Regions from separate parts of the Mus musculus genome. Here all the other regions are linked to region 1. A link is a contact called in public Hi-C and promoter capture Hi-C data. All regions are on one chromosome and are shown on one strand. Each heading gives the region's core, a stretch centred on a gene start, on an enhancer-like site or on the middle of the called end of the contact. The rest is flanking DNA. Distances are from core to core; before and after follow the strand shown.

The links. Promoter capture Hi-C pulls out the DNA fragments that hold promoters and counts their contacts. Hi-C and Micro-C count contacts between places; a contact is called where the count stands out from the background.
Region 2: a contact with region 1 is called in a promoter capture Hi-C map of stem cell-derived epiblast-like cells, with 4 times the contacts expected there. The contact joins the enhancer-like site here to the promoter of Purb in region 1. A contact is called at or near these places in 4 of 39 promoter capture datasets (the 3T3-L1 cell line, 3T3-L1-derived adipocytes, cranial neural crest and 1 more) and 1 of 115 datasets of contacts at active chromatin or transcription factors (astrocytes).
Region 3: a contact with region 1 is called in a Hi-C map of myocytes, with 5 times the contacts expected there. The contact joins the enhancer-like site here to the promoter of Purb in region 1. A contact is called at or near these places in 1 of 39 promoter capture datasets (liver) and 1 of 484 Hi-C or Micro-C datasets (myocytes).

Annotation. Positions count from the first base shown.
Region 1 is chr11:6,474,150-6,478,185 of GRCm38.p6, reverse strand. Purb (purine rich element binding protein B) reads left to right here and starts at 2,110. Exons shown (of 1, transcript NM_011221.3): 1 at 2,110-4,036. The coding sequence starts at 2,300. The coding sequence ends at 3,274.
Region 2 is chr11:8,466,838-8,470,873 of GRCm38.p6, reverse strand. The region is part of intron 20 of Tns3 (tensin 3); the gene reads left to right. Among named protein-coding and RNA genes, the nearest start is that of Tns3, 200 kb to the left of the region's middle. Within about 2 kb of position 2,168, at least 263 of the 459 cell types and tissues checked have an H3K27ac peak or open chromatin away from gene starts, as enhancers often do. A contact at or near this core is called in astrocytes and stem cell-derived epiblast-like cells, where this site is marked.
Region 3 is chr11:8,442,162-8,446,197 of GRCm38.p6, reverse strand. It overlaps Tns3 (tensin 3), which reads left to right. Exons shown (of 31, transcript NM_001083587.1): 25 at 457-552; 26 at 1,175-1,252; 27 at 2,186-2,263. Among named protein-coding and RNA genes, the nearest start is that of Tns3, 220 kb to the left of the region's middle. Within about 2 kb of position 2,312, at least 94 of the 459 cell types and tissues checked have an H3K27ac peak or open chromatin away from gene starts, as enhancers often do. A contact at or near this core is called in liver and myocytes, where this site is marked.

The DNA of each region.
Region 1 (4,036 bases), core at 861-3,360:
TATCTGCTAGCATTATTCTCATTCTCTGATCACCAGAGCCCTCAGCTCCAATTACCACCTACTTTTTTTTTTCCCTCTTGTCTCCATATAGTTGTAATATTCTGACCCAAAGACCACAGTCTCCCCACTCCCCAACCAGCACTGCCCAGCCACTAAGAGTCTGAAAATGTGGGCCTGTTTTACAACATAGTCACTGCTTATAATCAAGAGTTTGTGCTGGGTCTCACTGTAGACCACCCACACTCTCCTTTGCCCTGGGTCACTTTCTTGAAGTACAAAACTAGGGAGCTGGTGAGATGGCTCAGTGGATAAGAGCATTGACTGCCCTTCCAAAGTCCTGAGTTCAAATCCCCAGTAAACACATGGTGGCTCACAACCACCTGTAATGAGACCTGATGCCCTCTTCTGGTGTGTCTGAAGACAGCTACAGAGTACTTACATATAATAAATAAATAAATCTTTTAAAAAAAAGTACAAAACTAGAAAATGACTCCTGTTTATACAGTTTATGGTGGCCCCTGTCCACTGAATCAAGGATCTCTCCTAGCCACCAGAGAACAGCTGCGCCCAGTTCCACTGTTCACAGACCCTAGGCCCCAGCCAAACTGCACAACTCACCATCTGGAGACATATGTTCCTCTGCCCAAAATAACCTACCCTATCTCCACCTGTTAACATCTATCCTCCAAGGATTACCCAATACATAGTACTGGGACAATGGGTTAGTCATTTGAAGGAAATTCCTTAGATTCTTTACTTCATCCCAGACATCATGATATATTTCAGATAAACATAGTCCTATACTTAAAAATCAAACCATAAAACCACTCAAAAATATGTCCTTACTAAAAAATTACAAGAGAAGACTCTAGGCTTAGATGCAAATGAAATTTCAGCGGAAACAAAATAACAAAGCTGGCCCATCAGGCAGAATACAGGCTAGAGGGGCGGTTAACTGCTCATCACACAAGCATTAAGACACAAGCTTGAAAACCTAGCAGCTGCATAAAAGAGCAGGGTGCAGCAGGGGGTGGGGGTGGGGGATCCCTAGGGCTCACTGACAGCCAGTTTAGATCAATTCAGTGAGCTCTAAGTTCAGCCAGAGACCCACTCACAAAAAATACGGTGGAGAGTAACACAAACACTCTATTTCCGGCCTCCACATACACGTACATGTATAGCCACACAGAAACAAATTTAAAACACTTTAGGGCTGGAGAGATGGCTCAGTGGGTAAGAGCACCCGACTGAAGGTCCAGAGTTCAAATCCCAGCAACCACATGGTGGCTCACAACCATCCGTAACAAGATCTGACTCCCTCTTCTGGTGTGTCTGAAGACAGCTTCAGTGTACTTACATATAATAATAAATAAATCTTTAAAAAAAAAAAAACAACACTTTAGAGGAACCTGGTTAACGAATATTAAACTGATGCAAGAACTCAAGTTTAAGCCAATATAGCTTAGTGAGATCCTATCATTAAAAACACCCAATTGTAAAAAAAAAAAAAACCCAAAAGTTATTTGTGTGAACTCCATTCAGGGAGTTTATAAAATAAGATGGTATTCTGGTTTCTTTGTTTTAGAAACACGGGCTTATTTACTGAAGGATTGCTAGATCCAATCGTTAGGAGTCCGACTTAATCAGTGTACTCGTCCCTGAGGATTAATAATCTAGTAGCATTAGTGAGAAGTAGGATCTCACTGGAGAAAACAGGTTACTGGGGTATGCTCTGGAAAGATCCCTAGCCCCTGGCCCTTTCCTGTCTCTCTGCTTTCCCAGGCGCCAGGAGGTGATTGGCTCCACTGTTGAATAATTCATGTGCTTCTCGGCAAAACGTTCTGCCTTCCCACAGCCCCAAAGCAACAGAGTCATCTAGTCACACACTAAACCCTCTGAAACCGGGAGCGTCAGTAAAGCATCAAGAAAGAGGACCCCAAAACCAGCGGACAGAAACATAGGCTCGCCCGGGGTAGCCGCAGAACGCCTTGCCGGCGCGGCCAGCGACGTCACCTCTGCGCCCCGCCGGCGTGGTGTGTGTGGGTCTTCCGGCCGGGAGGCGGCGGCGGGCGGGGCGGAGTGACGTCACGGGAGGCGCGCGCCGGAAGCGGGCCGTGCCGCACGGAAGCCGCGGGGGCGGGGCGCGGAGGCGATGGGGGGCGGCGGCGACCGGCGATGAGCGGCGGGCGCGCGTGAGGAGCCGGCGGGCGAGGCTGGGGGGCCCCGGAGCGCGAGCCGCAGGGCGGAGGGCGGGGGCGCGAGCGCAGCGGGCGGCGGCGGCGAGGCGGCGGCCGAGAAGATGGCGGACGGCGACAGCGGCAGCGAGCGCGGCGGTGGCGGCGGCGGCGGCGGCGGGCCCGGCGGCTTCCAGCCCGCGCCCCGCGGCGGCGGCGGCGGCGGTGGCGGGCCGGGCGGCGAGCAGGAGACGCAGGAGCTGGCCTCGAAGCGGCTGGACATCCAGAACAAGCGCTTCTACCTGGACGTGAAGCAGAACGCCAAGGGCCGCTTCCTCAAGATCGCCGAGGTGGGCGCGGGCGGCTCCAAGAGCCGCCTCACGCTGTCGATGGCGGTGGCCGCCGAGTTCCGCGACTCGCTGGGCGACTTCATCGAGCACTACGCGCAGCTGGGTCCCAGCAGCCCCGAGCAGCTGGCGGCGGGCGCCGAGGAGGGCGGCGGGCCGCGCCGCGCGCTCAAGAGCGAGTTCCTGGTGCGCGAGAACCGCAAGTACTACCTGGACCTCAAGGAGAACCAGCGCGGCCGCTTCCTGCGCATCCGCCAGACGGTGAACCGCGGCGGCGGCGGCTTCGGCGGGGGGCCCGGGCCCGGCGGCCTGCAGAGCGGCCAGACCATCGCGCTGCCCGCGCAGGGCCTCATCGAGTTCCGCGACGCGCTCGCCAAGCTCATCGACGACTACGGGGGCGACGAGGACGAGCTGGCCGGCGGCCCGGGAGGCGGCGCCGGCGGCCCCGGGGGCGGCCTGTACGGAGAGCTCCCGGAGGGCACCTCCATCACCGTGGACTCGAAGCGCTTCTTCTTCGACGTCGGCTGCAACAAGTACGGGGTGTTCCTGCGAGTGAGCGAGGTGAAGCCGTCCTACCGCAATGCCATCACCGTGCCCTTCAAGGCCTGGGGCAAGTTTGGAGGCGCCTTCTGTCGGTATGCAGATGAAATGAAAGAGATCCAGGAGCGACAGAGGGATAAGCTTTACGAGCGACGCGGCGGGGGCAGCGGTGGCGGCGACGAGTCGGAGGGTGAGGAAGTGGATGAGGATTGAAGCAGGCAGCTTCCCGTACCGGCCTCCCCCAACCCCACCACCATCCCCTTGGCTAGAGAGCGCCCTTTCCTTCTCGTCCCCAGTGAGCTAGTGGAGAGGGATCAGGGGAGGCCGCAGACGAAGAAAACAAAAAAAAAAATAAAATAATATAGTTAAGAGAAATAACCATAAGAAAACAGTCACAGACAATTAGAGAAAAGCAGTTAAGTTCCAAGGAACTGCCAGCAACCTGCAAAGAGGAGCAGCATCTCCTCACCTGCGCAAGAGTCTCAGCTTCTGTTGTTTAAAACCGAGGTTCGGAAATTCATCAGGAAAACACTGGAAGGGATAGATAGATCTTCGAGCGTCTGGGACCAAAACCACACCTGGGTTACCCAGACTCATGCATTGGGAATAGCTGAATTTGTGTTCTTCCTGGGTAATCTGGTCTTAGGATCCCTCCAGGCCTCACTACTATCAGCATCTATCCCTTCACCTCCATCGAAATCAGCATTTTGGATCTAGGTCTTAGTGGAATCTTTGAGAAGAAAGAGGCCTTTTGCAGTTACCCAGTTCTGAGGGTACAGGTTTATGAAAAGGAATGCAACTTTACACAATCATGGACAGGGCAAGAGAAGAATTCAAGAAGCCATTGGAGAATTCGAAAATTAGATCCATTTAAAAAAAATGGTTTTGCATGGAACCTGGACCAAGGCCCCTGTCTTTTCTTTGCAGAATTGTTTTCCGGGATGCAAATGAATTCAGAGATCAAAGCTTGAACTA
Region 2 (4,036 bases), core at 919-3,418, 2.0 Mb before region 1:
CATGAGGTGGCGGGCACATGGGTTTGGGTGTGGGGTGTGTTTTGTTTTAAAGCCTTTCTCTGCAGAATTGTCAGGGAGAATTCTCTTTGGGTCTGCTCAACTGTGGACAGTGGTTTCTCAGACAAACAGGAAAAGGGCATTGGAGTGACTCGGGGTTGTCAGCTATGGTGGTGGTTATTCTGGTGGTTTGGGGGTCCACCTGGCTCTGTCTTGGGGGCAGTTCCTGTAGTTGCAGGTAGGACCTGCAGGTTACATCACCATTGCCCACTTATGTTTCCCAGGGCTGTCAGGTGGGTTGTAAAGAAACCTACAACTTACACACAAAGCACCTGGTTTCTTTTTCTAGGGGAGTGTCCGTCTACACAGTTCCAGCCAGGGCCTGAGCCTTCTAGCTGCACCAGGAGTGCTGTATCACCAGCACTCAGGAGGCTGAGGGGGCTTTCAGTCAGTGATAAGATGTGCCTAAGGTTATGGGTTCATCGTTTGCTTGTTTGTTTTTTAATATTGAGTAGAGTTAAAGGCAAGGCTTTCCCATCAAGGGGCCAATGCATCAGCTCCTCAGTGAGCTTGAGCCCCAGTATGTGGAGCCAGGCTCCAGGTGTCATCCTGCTGGCAAAGGTGAAGGCTGGCTCAGCCCATTCCTGGGGCGGTGGTCCTAACACCTATTTGTGCTCTGCTGTGGTTTTGCTGTCCTCCCATGGGCATCCTGCTGGTTCACAGTGGCTGTCTCTTGTCCAGGTTCTGACCCTGATCCCTAGGGGAAACAGTGGGGTTTCAGAGAATGACTTTCTTCCTAAAGGAAGGAACCCTCCAAGCCATCTCAATCCCTAACACTGCCGCAGATGAGCGGGAGGAGGGGCGGGGGTGATGAGCAAGTCTGTGAGGAGGCCTGCTCAGAGCTGCTTGGGTCATGGCTTTGACACGGTCACAACCCCCAGTCCTCTGGCCTGTGGGTAGACGGGACCCACAGAGGAGTTAGACCTTTTTCTGATGGAAGTCGTGGACTGGAAAGGCTGGTACACCCACCTCACTGAGCCCGCCGCTGATCCTGTTGGGTTGGGGCCAGGCATTTCCGATAGCAGGGATAGCTGTTTTCAGGCATATAAACAACTGGGAGGAAGTGTCTTCTCAGGGGTCTTCCTGGCTGGGCCCTAGACACGTGGCCTGAATGGGCCTGGAATGAGGGCCTCTCCTTATCAAGTTGCTCTTGGGACCTGCGGGGTTGGGCAGGCTTAGATTCAGCAAGATGGTCAGCAAGCTGTGCCGGAAACTTACCTCTGTGCAGAGGCCTGCGATAATGAAGTAAAATCAACACTGGCACATGCTGGCCAGGAAGCAACCCTTGGGGAACATGAGAAACTTCTCTTTGAGACGTTCAGGGAGAATGTTCTAGAAGTTTCTAGAAGCTCACATTTGCAGAGTGAGTGAGACTCTGTTGCCTTCAGTTCATGGTAAAACGTGGAGTGCTGCTGGACAGGCTGTGTTTTAGTGCTCAGGTAATAGACTCTGTATGCTACTTGATGCACAAGAAAATGTCTCAGACTAAAATAGGTACTGGTGTTTGTAAGCAATTTTGAAGGCTGTCGAGAGGTTCAATTGATGTTTTGGGGGGCCCTTCCATATGGGGGAAACACATGAAGGAAATAGGAGGAAGAAGGGGATCTAGATGTAGATGCTTCCCAGAACCTGTTAGTAGAAAGCCCAATGAAACAGGCTGGTTCCTGATCAGTTTCTGTTGGTTCCCACTGCAGCCAGGAGGAAAATCTGCAGTTGAGCAGATACTGAGGAGTGGGTTTCCGCAGCTGAAGTCTCCTGGCTGCCTTGTGTAGGGCTGTGGTGAAGGCTTTGTTGGGGCGAGGCGATCCCCTTCTACCAGGAAAGGAATCTGTGGCTCAGCGTCACAGAGTCAAACCCCACTGGCTTTTTCCTCCTGCGTCCTCAGGTTGCCGCGAAGGGCAGGTGTGGGGCGTGGCTGTTTGTCCTGCCCCTTGTCTCCGCTGGGTGTCCCTGGTCTCGGCGGCGTGGTTTTAAGTTGTGGTGGGTTTTGGCCGGGAAGTTTTTCCGAACTTGAAGGGGGAGGAGGAAGAAGGGAAGCAGAATGGAAAGGAAGCGAACTGCAGCAGAGAGCAGGCGGGGCCAAGTCTGGAGGCACTGACTGGGCAGGCGGCCCGCAGCAGCCCGCGGCCGCCCAACAATCCCGGGATTCTTTCCTGCGACCTACTCTCCCGCTGCCCTCTGAATGGGCCTCTTTGGAGGTGGCAGCCCCGCCTCTCGCCCTGACTCCCCCGGGGACTGGCAGAACACTGAGCCCTCCCAGGGTGGGTGGGGGACGCCATTGGGCCGGACTCAGCACCCGGGGCTGCTGGGGACAGACCCTGCAGAGTGCCTTTAACAAGGCTCACAGATTCTAGGCCCTTCCATGGACTGACCGGACCCCAGGTGCCCAGGTAAGCCAACAGCTGGCCTCGTGGCTTCTCCAGGAGCTATTTCTGTGTCCCTGGTGTCTCTGAGCTCTGGTTCCTTTGGGCACATCCAGTTGCTGAAACCTGATCTGGGATGTGGGGGAGGGTAGTGGTGGGAGTAGGGAGGAGGAGACAGACAGACCCAGTGCCAATGGCCAGGACACCTAGGTGAACTGGGGCATGGAAAGATAGCCAGACAGTTTTCTGTTCTGAGTTCCCTTATCACTTAGTGGCGTTTCTCAAGTCTCTTAGGGACCGTCTTTCAGGGGAGGCACGCTTTCTAACTTTGTGGAGCTCCTTAGGGATGAACAAAAGCCTGGTTTGAATGTGTGCCGCTTTCTGTGCACTCTTCTGCCCAAACTGATGATCGTGGGCCTGCCCCTTTCTCTCTGTCACAGCCCAACCCATAGCCCTCAGGAGAGTGTTCCCCGAGCAGCTTCCCCAGAGGGCAGTTGTTTCCACTAAAGAGGCAGGCAGCCTGTGGAGCAGATGCTGGGATTTTTAATGAGGCTCCCTCATCTCTTCTATGCTTGGAGCCTGCAAAGGTAGCATTTCTAAGCAAATCCATGAACACTGAAACAAAACAGGCATTGACTGGACTGATGTGCTCAGATTCCGGCAGAGCTTCTGCAGCCGGGGTGACTGGTACCTTAGCTGTCCTTCCCTCCTGGGATAGGACTGGGGTTGCCTCCCCCACATGTCGGGTAGGAGAATCTTAGGGCTGTGAGTGGCTAGGGAGGAAGAATGTGGTCTCTTGCAGCATCTGTTGATCCTTACAGATACAAGGCTGTGCGCTACAGCTCACATCACGGGGCAGATCGTACTCTCGAGAGAAAGCCCTTGCATAAGCCCCATGACAAGCCCCGGCAGGTTAGGGTCTGCCCCATGCTTGTAAGTTTTATGTGTTGTAAAACTTCCTGGTTGTAAGTTTTATGTGTTGTCCCTTCTAAGAGCCAGAGATATTTTAAGTCAAATGCTTTTTCAAAAGCTTCCTGTTCTTCTAATGGAATCCATATAAAACCATCATTTTCCATGAATCCCATATGTCTGTCAGTAGATTCAAAGTTGGCCGCCTCGGATGGAAATGTTTTCCTAGTCTTAGGTGAGATGCGAAGTGTCTCCATCTGTCTGCATTGGCACCGAGCTCATGTTTACCACCAGCCTAGGTGGAACCTATGGTATGGAGTTTCTGGGGACCCTTTCTGTGTTCTGAGCACAGCAGCCAGGCTATAAATTCTCACCGAGAACCATGCAGCTTCCCTTGGCTCTGAGCAAGCCTGTACAGCAGGCTCCTTGTCATTTGCATGTGCGTGCGTGTGGAGGAGGCAGCTCCAGCGGTGGGCTGCAGAATCAGAGACCTTGATGATACTGATGGGAGACAAGGTTCCTGTTGACTTCCTGTGAACCAGCTTCCCTCCCTCACTGTTTAAGAATCTGTCTCCTGGTCCCTAAGGGAGGACTGATAATGTGTATGGGAAGATGTCGGAGGATTAGGTGAGGTAGTGCCTGCATGTGTCTTAGCAGTGTGCCTGTCACGTACACAGAAGGCACTTAACCCGAGTTGGCTGCTTCTC
Region 3 (4,036 bases), core at 1,063-3,562, 2.0 Mb before region 1:
GGCATCCTTCCAGCTCTGTACTGAAGTCTTTTCTGCCGGAGCCTCGGTGGCCTTTCCTCTCTTGGAGGAATGCAGCTGGTGCTCCAAGGCCAGGGTCTTTCTAAGCTGCCAGTTCATCCCGTCTCTGGGAGTTTCTGGAGTTCCGCCTGAGGGTGTCTGTCTCTCAGGGACTCTTAAGTCTTACTATCCACCTGCCTTGTGGCCCCGCCCACTGACCATCCCAGGAGTGGTTCTGGGAGTGGCCCAGTAGTGCAGTGGTTTAATCCTAGTTAGAGGGAGCCTTCTTAAGTGTAGCCCTTAGATTTGATATCTGCAGGAGGCAGATATAAAAGCTTGTCTGTCTGTCTGTCTGTCTGTCTTCTATATAGTTCTCTCTCTTTTTTCTCTACCCTCGATCCCTACTTTGATTCTCTTACATTTTAAATTTAAAACAATAAATTTTTATTCTTCCCGCAGCTGGAGATTTGTCCAATGAACTTGTCCGGCATTTCCTGATTGAGTGTACCCCAAAGGGAGTGCGGTTGAAAGGGTGCTCAAATGAACCATATTTTGGTGAGTTACTTGAGAAGCTCTTTTGAATTTCTAGAGCATAGATTCCCTCCTTCAGGTGGCTTGAGATTCGAGGGACTCTGTACCACAATGGGTTTCTCTCCTTTCAGCCCCAGGGTGTCAGGCTGCCACGTGAGGTCTTTAAGATAAGCTGAAGGGGCAGTTGTTCTTTAGAAGCCTTGTCAAAAACCAAATAAACGGAAGGGATCCTCCGAGAGCTAGAATAAGACAAGGTGAAGGTCAGCAGCTGGGTCCCAGCAGGGTTGGAGCGCAGTGTGTCCCCATGCCTCAGGCACAAGGAGGAGGAGCACAGTGCTGCCACCAGAGCTCCCCCTTCTTTGTGAATTGAGAGCCTTCTGGATAGACCGGGGCAGCCTTGTTTCCTACTCGTAAGAAGCGCCCCGGCACTTCGCACTTATAAAGGCCATATGCTTGGCATACACTACAGGTCCCTCCATCACCCTCTTCATTGGCTTGGGCCTTGTCATTCTTGGAGCTTTGAGTCACATCCCACAGTGGTATAAAGGCATGCGTTTTTGGAATTTTGGTCTCAACTGATTCTTTGGTTAAGCACAGAGCAAGTGAAGAGATTGGTGACATTCATTTACTCTTATCCACTTTATAGGGAGCCTGACGGCTTTGGTGTGCCAGCATTCCATTACGCCCTTGGCTTTACCCTGCAAGCTGCTCATTCCGGAGAGAGGTATGTGGAGGAGTTCTCAGTGCTATCTGGCTGCGTGTACGATCTTCTGTACCGCTGATAGCATGCTGTACCCAGGACCCACCTTACAAAATAAACTAAGGTTCTTTTTTTATGACATATACTCTTAAACCCCAAAGAAAACTAGTGGCCACCTGAATTGAGAAAGAAGAATGCCCTGCTGCTGATAATAGCTTTCAGACATTGCCCATCGTGGCCTGTATGGAAGGTGTCCAGAAAACAAAGACTGCTCAGCTTAAAGATGTAAAACACTTGGGGTCTGGAGAGATGGTTCAGTGGTTAAAAGCACTGACTGCTTTCCCAGAGGTCCTGAGTTCAATTCCCAGCACTTACATTAGGCAGCTTACGACCATGTAAAACTGTAGTTGTAGAAGATCTAGTCTCCTTGGGCACCAGACATGTAAAACGTGTACATACATAAGTAGTTATTTTATATACAAACATGTGTGTGTATGAAAAAATATATTTTCTCAGACTAATTTTAAGGTCACTTGCATTATAGATTCACAGTCCTACAAAATGAGAATGATGTTGCTATGGTTAAATTTAGGTCATGAATGAACAAGTCTCTCTACTTTTATATTTGTTAGAAAATACCCACAATAATTTTTTTAAAAATTAATATCCAGGGTGTATAGGGGCCTTACTGTGTGTCCCAGCTTTCCTGTAGGTAAATGTTATTTTATTTATCTTTTAAATTTTGATCACTTATGTAAATGAATTCAGAGACTTGGAACATGTTTTAGGGGCATACCACCTCCATCTGTGTTCAGAATGGGTTACAGTCTCTGTGGGCTGCATGATTGCCTCGCAAGAGAAAGCTCTGTCACCGTCTGGGAATTCTGTCATCAGATTTTCTTTGCCATGTGGACTACTGTGTCAGGAGCTCATGTCTCGTCTCACTCCTTCCTGCAGATCCACTGGAGGAAATAGCAGAAAACTCTCCCCAGACAGCAGCCAACTCTGCAGCCGAGCTGCTGAAGCAGGGAGCAGGTCAGTGGCCGCAGCTTTGGTTTTGTATCTCTGCATCTCCGAGTCACTGGGCGGAACCGAACTCCATGATAGAACTTCCCTTTGGACAGTCATTTCCTGCTTTTCTGGGGACTGTGAAGGAAGTTTCCTTTTATAGCTGCTTGGCACAGCTGGGTGGGGTGCAGCTGTGAGGAGGCATGGCCAGGGCATCAGAGGCTCGGACTCAAACAAGACCAGATTCAGTGGAATAAATAAATGTTAAGGCCCATATTTAGTGTGGGGGGAGGGGTGCGGGAAGGCAGGATGTGGTGACCTGCCTCGCCAGCTGAAAATGTAGAACTGTTCTGGAGCTGTGACTCAACAGTCCCTCAGCCTGAGTCAACTGCTGGACCCACTCTGCCATCTGTGCTGAGACACACCACACTGGGAGACCAGGCCACTTGGGTGAAATCTTTGTAAATAGATTGTACTTCCTAAATCCACTATGGGAAAGTATAGAAGGCAGAGAGATTCCATGTCAATGCTGGCTCTCCATTCACAGTATCCCACACCATAGTGTTACAGCTGATGAGTTGTCTAGTATCTTTGCATTATTAAGTGAAGTCTGTAGTGTATGTAGAGCTCACTCTTTTTATTTAAAAATTATAATGGCTTGAACATTTACATCATCTCTCCCCCACTCCCCCCCCACCCCCACTCCCCACTCCCTGTCATATTCACAGCCCGAATTCTGTATTATACATGCGCATACACACGAGTCTACTGAGTCCATTTAGTGTTTAGCTCATATGTACGTGTGTTTAGGGCTGACCATGTGGGGTTTAATAACTTATCAGGGCACTCACCCATGAAGAAAACTGAGTCTCTCTCTGTCAGCAGCCACTGGTTGCCTCTAGTGCTAAATTTTACAAGGCTCCGCCCAGAAATACAGTGTTCTCTCTCGGTGGCAATGGGCTTGAGAAATATTGGCATTCATTCATGAGTATAATGTCACATGAAGTATTTTCTTCATCTTAAAACTTACCTCTGATCTCCTTACTCACTCCTCCCTCATAGTCAAGATACTCACTGTCACTGATCTTTTTATGGTCGCCATACTGTCAGTTTTCCCAGAATGCTTTATGCTGTAAACACAAGCTATGTAGCATTTCAGGTTGGTTTCTTTCTCTCGGTATAGCCATTCAGCTTCTTCTATGGCTTTCCAGAGATCGGTCGCTTCCTTCCTTGTGTATAGTGCAGGAGATTATATGTGTGTTTGTACAGATCTGTATGCATATACATATGGGTCCCTGAACATGTGTGTGCACATGTGTTCAGAGGCAGAAGTCCATGTTGTATATTTCCTCAAATTTCCCTACACATTATTTTTTATAGCCGTCATTCACCGTACCTGTAGCTCATTGATGTGGCTAGGCTGGCTGGCCAGTGAGCTCTGAGGATCCACTTGCTCTGCCTTCCCAGTCCTGCGATGGTAGCAGTACATCACTGCATTCCACTTGCTGGGGACCTGAACTCTAATCCTCAGGGTCATAGCTTTCACTACAAACCTTTTGCCAACCGAAATATCTCCCCAGCCCTTGGTGAAGCAAAGCTTATTTATGCACACAGCCACTGAAGAATATCTGGGTTGCTTCTAAGTTTTGGCAAGTATGTATAAAGCTTCTAAAAATATCCAAACGCAAGTTTTCAGTTAATACATGTTTCCAACTCCTTTGATTAAATACGAAGGAGCCTGATAGTTAGGTCAGGTGGCACGACTAGTTAGCTTTGAATGAAACCACAGAACTTTTTTGC